6 separate regions of the Mus musculus genome follow, and regions 1, 2, 4, 5 and 6 are each linked to region 3. The links are chromatin contacts, called in public HiChIP or PLAC-seq and promoter capture Hi-C maps. All regions are on one chromosome and are shown on one strand. Each heading gives the region's core, a stretch centred on a gene start, on an enhancer-like site or on the middle of the called end of the contact. The rest is flanking DNA. Distances are from core to core; before and after follow the strand shown. Region 1 holds the start of Tmem104 (transmembrane protein 104). Region 2 holds the start of Gprc5c (G protein-coupled receptor, family C, group 5, member C). Region 3 holds the start of Cdc42ep4 (CDC42 effector protein (Rho GTPase binding) 4). Region 4 holds the start of Slc9a3r1 (solute carrier family 9 (sodium/hydrogen exchanger), member 3 regulator 1). Region 5 holds the start of Kif19a (kinesin family member 19A). Region 6 holds the start of Fdxr (ferredoxin reductase).

Evidence for each region. Promoter capture Hi-C pulls out the DNA fragments that hold promoters and counts their contacts. HiChIP or PLAC-seq counts read pairs in DNA pulled down with a chosen protein or histone mark.
Region 1: a promoter capture Hi-C map of liver shows a contact between it and region 3, with 5 times the contacts expected there. The contact joins the promoter of Tmem104 here to the promoter of Cdc42ep4 in region 3. A contact is called at or near these places in 2 of 39 promoter capture datasets (liver and pre-B cells).
Region 2: an H3K27ac HiChIP or PLAC-seq map of extraembryonic endoderm stem cells shows a contact between it and region 3, with 5 times the contacts expected there. The contact joins the promoter of Gprc5c here to the promoter of Cdc42ep4 in region 3. A contact is called at or near these places in 2 of 39 promoter capture datasets (cranial neural crest and liver), 2 of 484 Hi-C or Micro-C datasets (both in embryonic stem cells), 3 of 115 datasets of contacts at active chromatin or transcription factors (embryonic forebrain, extraembryonic endoderm stem cells and pancreatic cancer cells) and 1 of 9 other capture datasets (macrophages).
Region 4: an HNF4G HiChIP or PLAC-seq map of pancreatic cancer cells shows a contact between it and region 3. The contact joins the promoter of Slc9a3r1 here to the promoter of Cdc42ep4 in region 3. A contact is called at or near these places in 2 of 39 promoter capture datasets (both in liver), 1 of 484 Hi-C or Micro-C datasets (the N1E-115 cell line) and 1 of 115 datasets of contacts at active chromatin or transcription factors (pancreatic cancer cells).
Region 5: a promoter capture Hi-C map of pre-B cells shows a contact between it and region 3, with 3 times the contacts expected there. The contact joins the promoter of Kif19a here to the promoter of Cdc42ep4 in region 3. A contact is called at or near these places in 2 of 39 promoter capture datasets (liver and pre-B cells) and 1 of 115 datasets of contacts at active chromatin or transcription factors (pancreatic cancer cells).
Region 6: a promoter capture Hi-C map of liver shows a contact between it and region 3, with 4 times the contacts expected there. The contact joins the promoter of Fdxr here to the promoter of Cdc42ep4 in region 3. A contact is called at or near these places in 4 of 39 promoter capture datasets (embryonic stem cells, liver and pre-B cells) and 1 of 115 datasets of contacts at active chromatin or transcription factors (pancreatic cancer cells).

What each region holds. Positions count from the first base shown.
Region 1 is chr11:115,186,193-115,188,892 of GRCm38.p6, forward strand. Tmem104 (transmembrane protein 104) reads left to right here and starts at 1,295. Exons shown (of 10, transcript NM_001033393.2): 1 at 1,295-1,406; 2 at 2,018-2,130. The coding sequence starts at 2,086. Nat9 (N-acetyltransferase 9 (GCN5-related, putative)) reads right to left here and starts at 1,207. Exons shown (of 7, transcript NM_025400.4): 1 at 927-1,207; 2 at 557-645. The coding sequence starts at 633.
Region 2 is chr11:114,850,217-114,852,916 of GRCm38.p6, forward strand. It overlaps Gprc5c (G protein-coupled receptor, family C, group 5, member C), which reads left to right and starts at 1,316. Exons shown (of 5, transcript NM_001110337.1): 1 at 1,316-1,670.
Region 3 is chr11:113,750,435-113,753,134 of GRCm38.p6, forward strand. It overlaps Cdc42ep4 (CDC42 effector protein (Rho GTPase binding) 4), which reads right to left and starts at 1,381. Exons shown (of 2, transcript NM_001163346.1): 1 at 1,254-1,381.
Region 4 is chr11:115,161,963-115,164,662 of GRCm38.p6, forward strand. It overlaps Slc9a3r1 (solute carrier family 9 (sodium/hydrogen exchanger), member 3 regulator 1), which reads left to right and starts at 1,379. Exons shown (of 6, transcript NM_012030.2): 1 at 1,379-1,989. The coding sequence starts at 1,564. It overlaps Rab37 (RAB37, member RAS oncogene family), which reads left to right. Exons shown (of 9, transcript NM_021411.4): 9 at 1-278.
Region 5 is chr11:114,764,043-114,766,742 of GRCm38.p6, forward strand. Kif19a (kinesin family member 19A) reads left to right here and starts at 1,347. Exons shown (of 20, transcript NM_001102615.1): 1 at 1,347-1,510. The coding sequence starts at 1,472.
Region 6 is chr11:115,275,541-115,278,240 of GRCm38.p6, forward strand. Fdxr (ferredoxin reductase) reads right to left here and starts at 1,429. Exons shown (of 12, transcript NM_007997.1): 1 at 1,269-1,429; 2 at 539-642. The coding sequence starts at 1,347.

The DNA.
Region 1 (2,700 bases), core at 45-2,544, 1.4 Mb after region 3:
TGCCAACTAACCTCACAAAGAGTCCCTGAATCTCACTTCTGGCCTTTAAACAGTAGGCATCAAAATAATGAATTCAACATCTGGGACAAGCACACGTTAAGTCTCCAGAGGATACCAGGGAACGCCATAAGTAATTTAGAACGAGGGAAGAAGACATGGCTTTGTTTTTTTGTTACACACACATCTAGATGATGTAATCCCTCATTGAAAAGCCAAAAAGAAAGCAGAGAGATGGATGACAAGGAAAATAAATGAAAAATGAGCCCTCCACTTCAGCTTTATTCCTCCTGCATGTAATTCCCACCCCCAACCCCCCACTTTGAGTCACAGTCTCATTAAGTATCCCTAGCTGGCCTGGAACTTATTATATTGCCCAGGCTAGCCTCAATCTCACGGAAGAGATGGACCTGCCTCTGTCTCCCAAGTGTTGGGCCAGAATCAAAGGTGTACAGCACCACACAAGTGACGTTTGTTAAACAAGACAGGCTCCTAGATTAAGGCACCCTGTTTCCAATTGCCCTCCACGCTACAACCAGTCGGGTAATGAGTTAGTTACCTGGGCACATGCTCGGAGGTGTAGGGTACCAGGACCACCTTCTTGCCCACTAGCATGGTGTTCTGATTCAGCTTCATTGTAGCTGCCTACTAGTGGGGAGAGTTAAAGACTTCAGAGCCCCCATAGTGTCTTCCCACGCAGGGTGGAACTCTTTCTGTAGCAGTGGAGCTATGTTGACAGAAGAGCGTCCTGCCTTCCCCTCACAACTACGTGAAAGAACGGGGATTCTAAAACTCTTGTAAGAGAAAGAGCCGAAGTGGTCAATACATCTGGGCTCTCACCCAGGGGCCAAGTTCTGGCTCGGTTTCCAGCCCATTCCTACACAACATGCCCGTCCACCCCCAAATGACCTGTTAATCCTTTTTTTAACCTGTTTCCAACCCTAGCCTCCAGCGTCCAGAGTCCACGTCACTCGGCTCTGGCCCTTCCGTTTTCCTGTCCCCAAGCCCCACTCAAAGTTCTCAGGCCTCAGCCCTTTGCGTGGTTCCTCGGCCGTCTAAGCGCTGTAGTTTGCAAACTGCAAAGCTCACAACCACCCCCTGCCGAGGAAGGCGTCCCCAACGACAGGCGTCAGCGTCTGTCCCGGAGAAACAGGCTTTCCGCATGCGCGTAGAGGGGCTTGCTGTCCGCTTCCGCCAGGCAGACGGCAGCCGCAAAGCCCAATCCCGGCCCCGCCCCCGCGAGGCATCCAATCAACGCACTGCGCCCCTCCCCACGCGCTCGCTTGGACGGGGGACTGGGAAGCGTGCGCGTGCGCGTAGCGGGCGCTGGTGCGGGGCCGCTGGTGCCGGGTGGCAGCTGCAGAGCTGGAGGCGGTGGCCACTGTGCCTGGAAGCTAGCTGTGCTGCAGGTCTGGGACGGGCAGGAGGGCAGGACAGGGTGAAGATGGATGTGAATTTTAGAGTTTCACCTGGAAGGGAGGGGAAGGGGAGACTGAGGGACCGGCTCTGGAGAAGAGAGGGGAGGCTTAAGGGTGGGAAACCCTAAGGCAAAGCAAAAGGCAGGTGTCGGTGCGCGAGGCCCCATTTAAAAGAAGAGGCTTTGGGACAAGGAGTTAGGATGGAGGGGCGACCTTGGAAAAGCTGACTCCCGCTGTGGGCGGAGAAGCAGACAGCTGTGTGGGCTGTCCTGTGTAGTAGTGAGCTCATAGATAATGAAACGGACGTAAGCACTTTAGGGTAAAGGGGGCTGTGATGGTTAGTGAGGCTTAGAGGCCCGGAAAGCCCCTTCAGTCACTTGGAGTGTGAGCAGCATCCAGGCACCGAGAAGTGCCTTGCATAGCAAATCAAGTTAGAAGACATGGTCCAGGAAGCCGCGTCCCACCAAGGCTGTCTCATGGCAGATAGGGAGACCAAAGTGTCTGAGTTAAAAGGGCTACAGGTGAAAGCGGCAGACTGCAAACCCCCCACCCCCAGTCTCATCTCTGCAGTTAGAGAACTAAAGTCTACTCTTTTGTCTTAGGAGCTGCGGCTGCTGCTGCCACTGCATAGAAGTAACCTCTTGGGCCAGCCCTTCCTCACTCTCTGGAGATGGCAGGCGAGATCACAGAGACCGGAGAGCTCTATTCTCCTTATGTGAGTTCTTCTCCATAAATGTGTTCTGCTCACCACCATGCTCCTGGTTTCTAGAGAAGCCCACTGCTATCTGTGGACTATACTAATTATGGCCCTGGTTTAAATAGACCCTGGTGAAAAACACAACGGAAACTCCACATAGCTCCAGTCAGGTTCAGCTGTCTTAGCTAGACTCTATATATCAGGCTCGTTCCTCATTTGTTTATAATTTTTTAAAGCTTTTATTTTAAATGATGTGTCTACGTATGGATATGTGCATGCCTGTCAAATCCAAAAGAGGGCACCAGATGCCCTGGAGTTAGTTGTCGATGGTTGGATGCTGCTCAGTGTAAGTGCTGGAAGTGAACTCGGGTCCTCTGCAGGAGCAGCAGGTACTCTTAACTGCTGAGCTGTTTCTCCAGGCCAGTTCTCCTTTTAGACACCTATCAGAGAGCATCAAGCCAAATAGTAGTTAACTTGCTAGTCTCCCATAATATCTATCTCAGGACTCCCACAGATGACACACAGTTCTGCCAGTCAGCTGGGCAGTCACCAACAGCTGTCGCCATGGAGTTGTGTTCCTCTCAGTAG
Region 2 (2,700 bases), core at 66-2,565, 1.1 Mb after region 3:
AGATCTCTAACCTTGGGTTGGGAGGTGGATTTAGGAATGGGAGCGGGTACCCCCACAGCAGCCACCCACTGAAATAGTTCGAGCTTTGCCACATTCCCCAGACCTGACAGAAACTACAGGGCACAGGAAAGGATTCAGGGTTCTAGAAAGTCTGGGCCCCACAGGCTTCTCCCCCCCACACCCCCCTTAAATAAACATTCCTCCTAGAGTCAGAAAAGAACAGAGCGGTGAGGAGGAACCGGCCGAAGGTTTTATCGCTCCGGCAACTCCGGGTGATTCATTGAGTTTAGACTCCAGGTTGTCATAGATGGAGGTACTCAAACACACAGCCAGTCGGGGAGGTACGGGTCACTAGCTCCCTGACCTCCTCCACCTGGCTATCCCCTCGCCTGTGACCAGCTGCCTCCCCCCTCCCGCCCCCCCGCCCCCCCCCCCTCCTCGCGGGAGCCCAGGATTGAGCAAACACGCCCTGCAGCCTGCCCAGCCACCGGCTGGCTCCGACCGCGCTCCTGGCGATCCCCCAGGCAACTCGGCGTCGCGAGAACCCGCACCCTGAGACCCGACTCCCTGCCCTCCCCCAGAGTCCCCAAGGCCCCTGTCAGGCCCAACAACCTCTCCCTTGCTCTTGCGACTTGTCCCCTACGGGGATACAGCGCAATGCAACCAGACCCACTCAGTGCTCCAAAGACAGCACAACTCACTCCCGCGGGATCCCAGGTCCCCAGAGAAAGTGGCCGGAAAGAAAAAAATCTCTTGTTTACTGGGCCAGATAGGCCTCAGCTGGGATTCGCTTCCCTATTTCTGCGGTTTCTTTTCAGCAGATTCCCGGGGCTGGAGGAGAAAGGGTGGATCCGCCCGGGCAGGGAGTGGGGGTGTGGTTCAGGGGAATCTGAATTCGTGGAAAGGTCTTCAGACTTCGGGAGAGGCTGGACTTAGAGTCAGCAACAACGTGGCCAGGAGCGCACAGACCACAGGGATCCTGTTAAACACTACCTCGGGAACAAAACTGAGAGGCTAATTAGGACAGGTCACCACAGGGAACCGGGACGCGGGGAGGGGAGCCCGCGTTGTAAGAAACTCGGGCGTGGGGTAGTCAGGCCGACAAAGACTCCGGCCAACAGCCCGCAGGGGTTCTGGACTCAGTCCACAGATTTAGGGACGTGCGCCGTGACATTCCCTCGTGATCTTGGAGACTGGGCTCTTCGGGAAGGATCACGCACGAAAGAGGAGGACGCTCCGTGTGCGCTGTGTCCACGTGTGCAAGCTCGCTAGGGGAGGGGGCGCGGAGCCGTGACAAAGACGGACTTTGTGTCCTAGTGTGTTCCTCGCTCCAGCCCGGAGCAGCGAACTGTGCCAGGCATGTGTCTCATGGGAAAGCCAGGACGAAAGTGACAAAGGTTGGGTGTCTGTCACGGGTAGACGCGCCAAGGTGGCCACCGTGAGTCTGTGGGTGCGTGCGATCGCTGGGAGATGCAGCCTAGGGGTGTACTGAGCTGCACCCCGAACCTCTTTCGGGAGAGAAAGGCGAATCCAGAAAGTGAGTACGCGCAAGTGCGCGCGCGCCCGCGTGCGGGGGCGTGGCAGTAAACAGCAACAACCCACTAGTCAGTTTGGCCAGAAACTCCGATCGCCTTTCCCAACCCGAAAGTGCGCGTCGGCCGAGCCTGGAGGTGAGTCGGAGGGGGCAGGGCCGGGCGCGCTTTGTTACTGGGGATTAGGATTGCTCGTACCTGGAGCGCTGCTGGCCCCGGAGGAGCGCCGGGAATGGAGGTGATGTCACGGTGATGCAGCCCGGCCCACCCTGGCCGAGAGAGGGGAGCACTGTGCCTGGGGAGGCGGGCGGGAGAGCGAGCCACTGAGCGCGCTTAGCTCAGTGCTCAGTCGGGGGTCCCTGGGAGGCAGGCCCCCGCACCTTTGCTCAGGCCTGGTCACCCCCCGCCTGAACGGGCTCTGGCCCCGCGCCCTGCTTTGAGTCCCTCCTACGCCCGCCGGCGCCCTGCCTGGGGCCGAAGTTGGCTCTGAGCGCGGCGCCGGAGCGGGCTGGCTGCGCGTCCCAGGTAAGGGCTGCTGCCTCGGCGCTCCGCCCTAGCCATCGGCCCGCAGGAAGGGCTGGGTCCAGCTGGCTGGGAAAGGGAGAGGGCCGAGGCCCCCGGTGAAAACCCAAGGGGTGGGTGACGATGCACCCACTCTACAAGTTCGCAGAAAGTTTCCAAACCCGAGCCAGCTGGGGATTTAATGGCTCGGGGAAGCCAGGTTCTGCGGCCGGGGGTGTTCCGCAAGGGATCTTAGTGTCGGAGAGCTGTTCCTCTATCCACTCTCGTAGTGGGAGGCTACGGTCGACTGTGACTGTAGGTTGGCTTCCTTTCCTTATTTCGCGGCAGTGCGTGGGGAGGGCAGGTTTCTGTGACCAGAGGGATTAGGGACAGAGAGCCTGGTCCTTTGCTCTTTCGGTTCGAACTTTCAGGGGCGTAGAGTGTTGACACAGTCCAGTTGGAATAGGGAGGTGAAGGCTCAGGATCTCTCCGCGGGAAGTTTGGAATTTCAGAGGCCTACGGCGCTTCTCCGTGTAGAGGCCTATGTTCTGGGTCCCACCCCTTATTCACCCCTGGTTTTTCCAGAGCGCTTTCCGTTTCTACTTCGCGCCCACACGTTTGCACTTACAAAGTTCTAAATCATTCCTTAAGATTTCACGATCTTGAT
Region 3 (2,700 bases), core at 131-2,630:
GGGAGCCGGTCAGATTGCAAGAGGTGAGACTGTTGGAGGGTGGGTGAAGGGGGGGGAGGGAGAAGTTCCCAGCCAAGAAGAAAAGAGAAAGCATTGTATTTCCTTTTCATTCTCCCCGGGAGAAAAAGAAAACTTCCGAAGCCCAGGCCGCAGTATTTCATTGGGCAAACACAAGGAACCTGGTTTGAGTTAACAGAGAGGGAGCGCCCCTCCCCCCGCAGGCACACACGCAAGTCCTACGGTCTGTTCCCAGGAAGCTCAACCGCCATCCACCCCGCCAGTCTAGGACACTCACCCACAGCAACCAGGGGTCCCCCAAAGGGGAAAGGCAGCTCCAGCAGACGACGCCACAGACACAGGAGGGCAGATTTGTTCCTCCGGCTGGGGGCGCTCCAGGAATGGGGAGGAGCCAGAGATCAGGATCGCAGCCTTCAACGTCCCAAGCCAGCGGTTAAATCATTAACCAACCGCTACCTACTCGCCCCTGAAAAAGCCTCGAGCCCCATGCTTCGGACGTACCGGGCGCGCGCGCAGGTCCCCCCGCGTAAAGCCTCGTCCCAGGTTTCTAAGGGACCGCCAGCTCGGCCCAGCCCCACCCTGCGCCTCTTGCGGCCTTGGCCTCCAAGTCTTCCAAGGGAGGCGGGCGGGGCGGGAGAAGGAAGGGCTCCGACGGGCGGGGAGTATTTGCTCTTTAGGCTATTGCCTTCCAGCCGGCTCTTGCCCTCCTTTCTCCCCGGCCGGGCGACACCGGGTGGCGCCTAAAGCAGTGTGTGTACACGGGAGAGCACGCGTACACCCCTCTACCACTACCGACGAACTCAGCGGTTATTCATGGAGAAGTCTGTGCGCACACGCCCCCCTCGGGGCGACCGCCGCCGATTGTTGTGTGCCTGCCCACGGCAACACACACCCCATTCCTGCGCGAGGGGGTGGACCTTTAAAACCTGCCCACTCACCCCACCCCGAACAGTCCCCGTGGCCAGATCGGGGCGTACTGGCGACGCTGAGCCCTGTTGTTACCCCCTCCTCCGCAAATGATTTTCTGGGACACGGTATGTGACTCTGGGTCTGGTCCCAGGCATGCCTACCCACGCTGGGCACAGAGGGGTGTGTTTGTGTGCGCGCGCGCCCTGCTCCTAGGTCCTCATCTTCCCCATCCCCGGGTCTTTCTACCTTCTCCACGTCACCAGGGGTCTCGAGCCTACCCAGGCCTCACGCGGCCACTGGGCCACAAACGGATGCTCGTCGCCTACCTCGGTCCCCAGCTCCCCGAGCGCGGACCAGGTGCGGCTGTACGCTCCCCTCGGTGTGCTTGGCGCCTCGGCAAGGCTGGCGACCCATGGCAGCGCCGGCGTTTGTTTCCTCTGGCTCCCGGGGCTCCGAGTGTGCTAGAAGCTAGGACACTCCCCTCCCAGGCTCCTCCCAGCCCTCCCTCCCATTTCCCTCCGCGCTGATGTCACTCCGTCGCAGCAGCCAATGACTGCCACGGAACTCAACTCGGCTGCTTGGCCTCCCAGGTTCAAATCTAAAAGCCTGAGACGCCCCCCACAAGCTCCTAGTAGGGTAGACAGAGCAGGTCTTGCTTTGAGGAGTCGCGCCCCACAGCCCCCAGTGCTCTGCCGCGGAACCGACGTGCGGTCCGCAGAAACAGGAGCACATCCCCTCCCCAGGAACCAAGGGGAAGCTCTCTCTTGGCTCTTCCAGTTTTGAACAATGGTAAGAAAACAACTCCCTCCAGGACGTTACCCACTTCTGGACCACGAGCAGGAGCTTGGGCTCCGTGGATTCCCTCTCCATCTGGAGGGCGGGAGAAGCAGGTCCGCCCGAGTCCAGACCCGGTCTGAGCAGTGGAGGAACTTTTCAGCAAGGTGACCTGGCTTTGATAGCTCTGTCTGGTGATCATGGGCTCTTAAGTACCCTCCCAGGGAACCTCCCGGAATTAAATCCCGCGTGCTTGGGTAGAGGAAGCCCCACCTATGAATGATCATTAAAAGCAATAAAAGCCAGGGGCGAAATAGTCAATAAAGAGGAAACGGAGCCAACCCAAAGTGAAAGTTCCCTAACTACTTAAAGGAAGTGGGGGTGGGGTGGTGTAGGCCTCAGCCTCCTTTTTCCCCAGAGTTGCCTCACGGTCCCTCAGCTCCTTCACTGTCCTCTGGAAACCCTGTCTCTCAGGATCCCACCCCATCCCCGACCTCTCCCCCATCTCCCCGTCTATCCATGAAAACTTCAAACTGTCCATATTGTGTGAAAATCAAACCTAAAAGGTCAGTGTCGCTGGGCAGTGGTGGTGCACGCCTTTAATCCCAGCACTCAGGAGGCAGAGGCAGGCAGATTTCTGAGTTCGAGGCCAGCCTGGTCTACAAAGTGAGTGCCAGGGCTATACAGAGAAACAACCCTGTCTCAAAAAACCAAAAAAAAAAAAAAAAAAAAAAAAAAAAGTTCAGTGTCTGGTCTAGGGGTCCAGTTCCGGCTGCGGAGCACGAGGCTGGTTCAATTCAAGCCCAGCACCACCACCAACCAAAAGAGATGTCAAAATTAGTGAAACTAAAACACGGGGTCCAAAGTAACTTGGGATGGGGATATCCCTGGGGTTCTGACCGTGATTGGGTTACCATGGGGAATTTATACCTCCTCCCCCTACTCTGACTGTCCTTGTATGGGTCCCTCACCTGGAGGTTGTCAAGATGAAAGAGAAAT
Region 4 (2,700 bases), core at 129-2,628, 1.4 Mb after region 3:
GAGGCTCCAAGAAAGTATGCATTACACATATCTGAGGTTACTATATTTGCTTTCAAGGCAGAAATCTTGCTCCCAGAGCAAAGTCAGCACTCTAAACTTGGGTTGATAAGGAAACTCTCTGTGACCTCTCATAGGAAGATCAGGGAGGAGCCTGGGCTCCGGGTTCTCTTCTGGGGCTCTGAGCTGATTGCTGGAGCTCTAGTCACATACATAGCTCTGGGCCTCTGGCATTTCTGTTTTTCCAGAATTAAATTGCAGTATTTTGGAAAATATACTCTGACCGGTTTTTCCCCCTCTGTTTATTCCCAGAAGGAGGATCGTGTTAGAGAGTTTGTTACGTGGCACGTTGTGGGAAACTGTTACCCAATGTCCGAATCATTCCATCTTCACCCATTGGCGTCCTCATAGGTTCAACTTACCCTTAACTGACTACCCTCCCCCACCCCCAGCCTCTGTGGCCACATCTGCGCTGGCAAGAGGGAGCTGGAATGCTTATCTCACAATCCAAGTCATTTTTCTGTTGAACAAAGCCAGTCTTCCATTCCCTCTGAAGTGAATCCTGAGATTGACTACCTAGCTGTCTCACCCGCCCTCTCTCCGTGGCTAAAGGCTACTGCCAAAACTAAGCCCTTTATTTATTATTCATTTATCTGTTCTCAGACAGCCTGTCTTCCAGGTGGGCTGCAAGGAGCCTCAGTCTCTACCAAGCCCTACAAGTTTCTAGAAGGGATCAGAGCCCAAACCTCTGTCTATATGCATGTCCAGGGATAGAGGGGCGGCTCCACAAGAAGAAACTTTGTTATTTAAACAACTCTACTCCGGAGTTATTCTGTTACAGTTACCCTGTTACAGTGTTACTGTGTTACAGAAGACATCCGTCCGGTTCTTAAGTTGGCTCTGGGGAGGGGGAGGAGTGAGTGTGGGGGAGCATGGGGTGGTTTCCCCAGCAACTGTCGCTCCCCTCTCTCGGGCCAAGCTATGCAACAGGCTTTGGCTCAAGGCGGTTAAAGCGTTGAGAATCCTTTACCCAGAGACTAGCTCTTCTAAATCCCCCTCCACAACGTGGAAACCAGAGCGGAGCCCGTGGGGCCTCTGGGCTCAGTACCTGGAACCCCGCCCCAGCCCCGGCCTCGGCCCCGCCCGATCAGCCCAACTCCGCACTTGGTAACAAACACTTCCACTTCCTGGGCTCTCTTTTCTTCTCCCGCTGCGGGGTGCCGCGCCGAGTGCAGGCCACGCCCCACTCTCCTGATTGGTTAGATTTGTTCACCCTGGCGCAAGAGCCCGGTTCGTGATTTCTGATTGGTCTACTGTGATCCACACCCACCGCGCGGCCCCGCCCTCGGGTTTAGGAGCTGGGGCGGGTTCTGGAACGCTCAGACGCCGCGCAGGGCGGGGATTGGCCGGCTCCCTTCCTGTGCGTTCGCAACCGCGGTTCCCGGGACACCTGTTCCCTGTGCCCCGTGCGGTGCTCAGCTCCCAACTCGAGCTCTGCGGCTCGGGGAGAAAGGTCGTGAGTCCCCGGCCTCCGACGGCACCCGCGCTGAGCCTTCGCAGAACAAGATGAGCGCGGACGCAGCGGCCGGGGAGCCTCTGCCCCGGCTCTGCTGCCTGGAGAAGGGTCCAAATGGCTACGGCTTCCACCTGCACGGGGAGAAGGGCAAGGTGGGCCAGTTTATCCGTCTGGTAGAACCTGGCTCGCCGGCCGAGAAGTCGGGGTTGTTGGCTGGAGACCGATTGGTGGAGGTGAACGGTGAGAATGTGGAGAAGGAGACGCATCAGCAGGTGGTGAGCCGCATCCGCGCAGCGCTGAACGCCGTGCGCCTGCTGGTGGTCGACCCGGAGACCGACGAGCGTCTCAAGAAGCTGGGCGTCTCGATCCGGGAAGAGCTGCTGCGCCCCCAGGAGAAGTCCGAACAAGCCGAGCCTCCAGCGGCCGCCGACACTCATGAGGCTGGGGACCAGAATGAGGCCGAAAAGAGCCACTTGGTAAGTGCGGGTTGGGCTTGGTGTAGGACTAGGATTCTAGAGAGACTCGGGCACCCCGGACTTCCAAGCACTTTCTGAAACTCGAGCAGCGAGGAGGAAACGGCTTCTGCCCTCTGTCCCGGAGCCTTCGCAGTTTCTAAGGCGAGCTTCGGAGTGCGACCAGCGACCCCACCGCCCTGTCCGGGCTGGCTGGGGAGCGGAGCTCCTTTGCCGCCTGCATCTCCTGACTGCTTGAACTTTGCGAAGACGGCGCAAAGAAACCCAGTCCCCTTCTCTGCTCCCATTCCTTGGATTCCGCCCCACAACCCGGACTCATTCCTGGGTTATCCTTGCCTACAGCTAAGCTAAGAGCTCTCCCCACCACCCCCCGCATCTCCCTCCCTCCCTCCCTCTTTCTACTCTCTTCTCTTCAGTCCCTGTGGATGGTAGCTCAAAGTGGCTTAAAGGCTGAATAACTAAGGGTCCCTGGGAGGACCCCTTCAGCCCTACCCACATCCTGGGTCCTCTAGTTTGTGCATCATTAACTCACACCGGTTGGACTTCATCCTTCTCAAGACTAAAGTGACTTCTAAGAAAGAGAGGAAGTCTCAACGTCTCGGAGCTAGGGGTGGGGGTGGGGTGCCGGGAGGAGGTGCAGAAGCGTCTTGGGGGTGGTGGCTCTGCCACCCCGGAGGATTTATGGTCCTCTGGAATGTGAGGAGTAAGCGCTCG
Region 5 (2,700 bases), core at 97-2,596, 1.0 Mb after region 3:
CATCGCAAAGTGATCTCACCTGCGAAATTCACAATGGAGAACTGTGTAACCCACTTTTGGTTTTGTTTGTTTGTTTGTTTGTTTGTTTGTTTAATTTTCAAGAAACTCCCCCAACCCAGAAAAAACAAACAAACAAAAAAGCCAGGGGACGGTAGCACAGGCCTTTAATCCCAGCACTTGGGAGACAGAGTCAGGGGGATCTTGTGAGTTGGAAGCCAGGATGGTCTTTCAGAACAGCCAGGGCTACACAGAGAAAAAACTGTCTTAAAAAAAAATTCAAGAAACTTGTCATAAAAGAGTTATTTTTAATGATGTGTGTGTGTGTGTGTGAGAGAGAGAGAGAGAGAGAGAGAGAGAGTACCTCATGAACTGTCTCTCCAGCATTGCCGCCCCCATTCATACTTTAAAAAATTTACATTTATATATTATGCACATGTACTAGGGAGTCCATGTGGTGATCAGAGGACAACATTTGGGTGTCAGGTCTGGCCTTTTACACATGTGGGTCTCAGGAACTGAACTCAGGTAGTGAGCTTGCAAGCTCCCTGACAGGGCAAGCCATCTGGCGGACCCTCGGATTATTTTAAGTAAGCTTATGATTTTGTGTCGAGCCACATCCATAGCTAACCTAGGCCAAATGCAACCTGAGGGGACAGGTGGACTCTCCTGGGTGGTGCTACTCTGGCAGGCAGGCCAAATCCATTCATTCTGACTTCAGGCTTGGTTTGCTAGTGTGTCTATACACTTTACTTAGCCAGGTGCCAAAAGGGTGCAGGCCAGCTTTTCACCCACCTTCTCACTCCCTCATCCTCTCTTCCTCTGGACAATGGGTGCAGCTACCCACACCCTAGGCACTGGCCTCCACCGCTGCGAAGCCAGCATTACTCCTGGAAACTTGAGGCTGCTAGGCGCGCCCTGGAGACGCCCAGTAACAGTCAAGCGAGCAGCAGAAGATCGTAGCCACAGGCAAGGTTGCTTCTGCCCAGCTAGTCGCGTGCCAGGCCGGTGTCGGGAGCGCAGAAGACACAGCCAGGAGCCTCGAGCCTGGGCACGGGTGTGTGCGGAGGGGCCACCAAACGGACGCCGCTAGGCCGGGAGGAGGTCGAGACGCTCAGACCGGTGACCACTCGTACTGACAGAAAACCTCGGGACAAGCAGCAATAGCTGCAACAGAAGCGCAAGGGGGCCGGGGGTGTCCTGCGTGGAGGCGTCCTGCTCACCAAAGTTCAGGGGGCAGAGCGCAGAAGGCGGAGCGAGCATAGGGGGCGGGGCAGCACAGGGGGCGGGGCGGAGCCGGCCAGGCCCTCCTGGCCCCGCCTCCTGGTCAGCGCTCGGGCGGCAGGCGCGTTGTTGGTTTCGGGTTGTCAGGCAGCAGCGGAGGCGGAAGAGCGATCCGAGGAGGTGACCATAGTGGAGGTGCGTCTCAGCCATGCCAGCTGTCGCGGCCTGAGGCTCTTTACCTACCGCAATCATGAAGGACAGCGGTGACTCAAAGGACCAGCAACTCATGGTGAGACCCCTTATCAAGCTCCTGCTTGGTTCCCCTCCACCAAACCTGAGACTTGACAGCCTCAAACATAGTGACCACTGAGAGCAAGAGATGGGAGTCTGGGACTGTGCAGAACAACTACCCAAGTTCTCAGTGGCCAGAAGGGATGGTGGCACTTCCTGGGGTTAGGAAGTTAGCACCCCACTTCCCCTGCCCAAGTTCAGCCTTCTTTGGGCCAAGACTCAGAGGTCAAGACCCAAGAGAGGTCTCAACTATTGCCTGAGAAGGAAGCTGGGATTCTCTAGCGAATCAGAGGGCTTAAACCCAGCCAGGTCTTGCTTTAAAGGAAGATGGAGCCACAGATAGAAAGACAAAAGCCCCCGAAATAGGGGGAGCCAGCACCAAGTCTGAGGAGCAGTTAGTTATGGGCTGTGCCTCAGGCTCTGTCCAAATCAGGACTCCAGATACTTCAGAGAAATGCTAGAAGCCACCTGGATAGTCCCAGGGTCTACTGGCCTGGGAAGAATAGCCACATGGGAAGGAGTAAGGGTAGGTAGAGACCAAAGAGAGATTCTTGACTATCCGTGGTGGAAGCTGGAGCCACAAAGAGAAGCCTTGGTGCTACTCAGGTTGTAGGATAGGTGGAGATCTCTCCTCTCTCTTTCACAGCCTTCTTCCCAGTCCCTAGCCTTAACCTATGATCTGTGGAAATGGTCCTTCTGCCCCAGCAGGCAGAGCATCACTACCGAAATGCCCGAGAACCTGTTTCTGCACAGGGAAGCTTGGATTCAGCCCTAGGAGCCAGTTCCAGACTCGGTGGCACCCTCTCTGACAGTGAGAATGGCCTCTTTGAAAGAGTTTGCTCCAAGAATATTCATTGTCATTAGGGCAGGGACAAAGACCCTCCTTTCACCAAGGAGGCGTATCCAGGGAGGAGGCTGATAAAGGCAATAGGACAGTCTGTGTGGATGAAAGGAACTGAGGGTCCTTGAGGTCCACTCAGTATCCAGGCACCTCCTTTTGCTCAGCAGAAGAAATTCTCCCCAATCCCTGACTCTGGTTTTATTTTGGAGGGAGACATATCTATCTCTAAGTGGCCAGGAAATAGAGAACAGAGAAGCCCTTGGTAACACTTCCTGGGAGTGTTAGGATGCAGCCACAAGTTGCTGGAAGGACAAAGGGGAAGATTCTCATCCTATCCTCATTTCTAC
Region 6 (2,700 bases), core at 179-2,678, 1.5 Mb after region 3:
TCTGTGAGACCATAAACACTCCTAACCACGGAGCCTTCTCTGCAGTACCCCGCCCCCTTCCTCTTTTGCTTTAAGGTCTGAGACAGAGTTTCCAGTACATCTGGCAACCTTGAGGCCCTGTCTGGCAAGACTAATACTGAAAGCTTTGAGACCTTGGCCTTTGTGGAAGAGAATGGTCGTGGGGAGGGCGCAAAGCTGCAGACAAGATTGCCTTGAAATATAAAATGCTGGAGATAAAGAAGCGTAAAGATAAGGGGAGGCGAAAGCCATCCCATTAGACTGAAAAAGACTTCCCTACAAAGCAGAAGACAGCTGCCCATCTGTCCCCAACCACCATCCATGGAACAAATGCATGTCTCTCACAGCTGAGGACCTAGGGCGCCTCAGCTATACCTGTGGAATCAGTTAGAAAGAACACAGCTTACATTAGTCAAAAGCCCCTTCCTTGTCAGACAAACCAAAGGGCTGGAGCCTACCCCCAGAATTGGGACAAGAAATGAATGGTAAGAAGGGAGCCTGGAAGGAGTGCCTCGCTTACCTTTAACAAGTGTTGGGCTGTGTAGAAGCCAGCTGGGCCACTGCCGACCACACAGATCTGAGGGGTCTTCTCCTGTGTGGAGAACTTCTGGCAGAAGCCTGGGGCTAGGTAGAGCAGGGGACAGCAGGGTCAAACCAACACCCTCCTACCACCCCAAACCAATTCTGTCCAGTTGCACCTTGCCTTCACCCTCACCTGCATCTTCCTTTTTCCGTTCCTCAAAGCTTCACCATTTCATCTGAATGCCAGAGCTGTCTTTATCCAGAACCCCATGTCTCACCCATGAACAATAACAAATAATCTGCCCCAGACCCCCTTATCCCCCAAGCTGTCCTGCACAGCACTATCTTTCTTGAGAGGTTCCTTATGTGATCTCATGTCTTCATATGCCCATCACGTTTCTATTTTGCTTTTTTCTAGCCCTTCTTTCCCCCACAGAACTCTATTGCTCATCTCCTCACCTCGAATTTGCCTGTCACCTCCGTTCACCTCGTATCACACATAAAGACCTCATGGTCTATCCTTTTAGCCTTTACTGAGCTGTCTTACCCAGGACGCCTTACATCTCTTTGCACAGATCCTCCCCTCTCCATCACTCCCATTTCTCCCGCAAGAGCAGACACGTTCAGCTTTGCCCCTCTCCAGCCCCGCCTCAGCTCTGCTCGGACCCCCGCTCTTGATCACAGGCCTCCCCTCGCCCTGGTGCAGCCCCCAAGAGCCCTGCTCCTACTCGGAGTGCTCCTGGAGGGAGACGGCCGAAGCCCAGACCACGCGGACCAGCGCCACCAGTGCCAGCAGCGAGGAGCCATGGCTGAGAAGTGCAACCAGCAAGCGGAAGAGCTAGCAATGACTCTAGTGCTGAGCGCAGGTCCAGCAGCCCGCCGAGGACGCTCCTCTGGACCCGCCCATCACTGGAGCCCCGCCCCAAGCCTCGCCTCCCGCTTGCTTAGAAACATCAACTTGGAGACTTCACCAAGATTTCCGAAATAACCACGCCCCCAAAGAGAACCATGCCCCCATCTCGCCAAGGCCCCGCCCCCAGAACGTCCAATCCTCAAAAGCTTATCAAATTTCTCCGGTCTTCCTAGTACCTCCAGATGCCGGAAGTCTAGATTTGAAGAAACGCGAATCCCCTATGCTGTTTCAGTTGCTCTTGAAGAAGGGAGCCAATTGGAAAGGAGCTTACTTTATGTAAAGCTTGCCGCTCGCTGATGACGCAATGCCCCGTTGTCGTTGTTTGAGTGATTTTTGTATCAGCCAATCAGAAGGCCAGAGCCCGGAAGTCTCGTGTATCCGCTATTCTTGACTCCTCGATTTTTAAGTCTGGATGTTGAACTGATGTAGCCTCAAACAGCTACTTGTGCGTGTCAGAGAAGGACAAGTGTTAAACTCTCAAGAGCTTATTTCTAGTCACCCTCTTCCCACGATGGGGGAGGAAACACGCGAAGAAGTTCCCCCTCTGGCACTGAGACCAGAGCCCGACCTTCGACCCTGGTCCGACAGTACAGGGATCAGGGTGAGACCGTACCTTAGGGGGCACCCAAAAGCTCAGTAGTCAAGGTAAATCATTCATATTCCATGTTTTAAAAGAAAATTGATGCAAAGCCTAAAATCAATATCTTTTAAAAGTTTTTTCTAACATTTATATATTTTATTACATTATTTATGGGGGCCGGTGTACACTTGCCACAGCGTTCGCGTGGTGTGTGGTAGTCAGAGGACAGCTTATAGGAGTTGGTTCCCTCCTCTACGTGAATTCCTGGGTTTCAGACTCATTTAAGGCTGAGGGCAAGCAACTTTACCCTCCAGCCGACCCACACATGTTTTCTACACAAGAACAGGACCTGAAGAAGGGTGAATGCTTAATGTGCACATGATCCTGGTTTCGATTACACCACAAAAAATATAATTAAAATAAGGGCAGGACCCATTGTCACCTCTAACCAGACAAGCCCAGTGCTTCTCTGAGAGTCCTTCTCCTTCTTGGAAGACTAACCTGTCATCCTCACAACATCTGATTCTTGTTTATTCTTGTTGAAGATTGAACCCAGGGACTTACAAAATTGCTCTACGTTTTAACTGCCCCCTGCCTCGCCCCGCCCCGCCCCGCCCCTAGCTGAATCTTCTATTCCATAATTCAGGTACAAAGCTAGCCTGGGCTG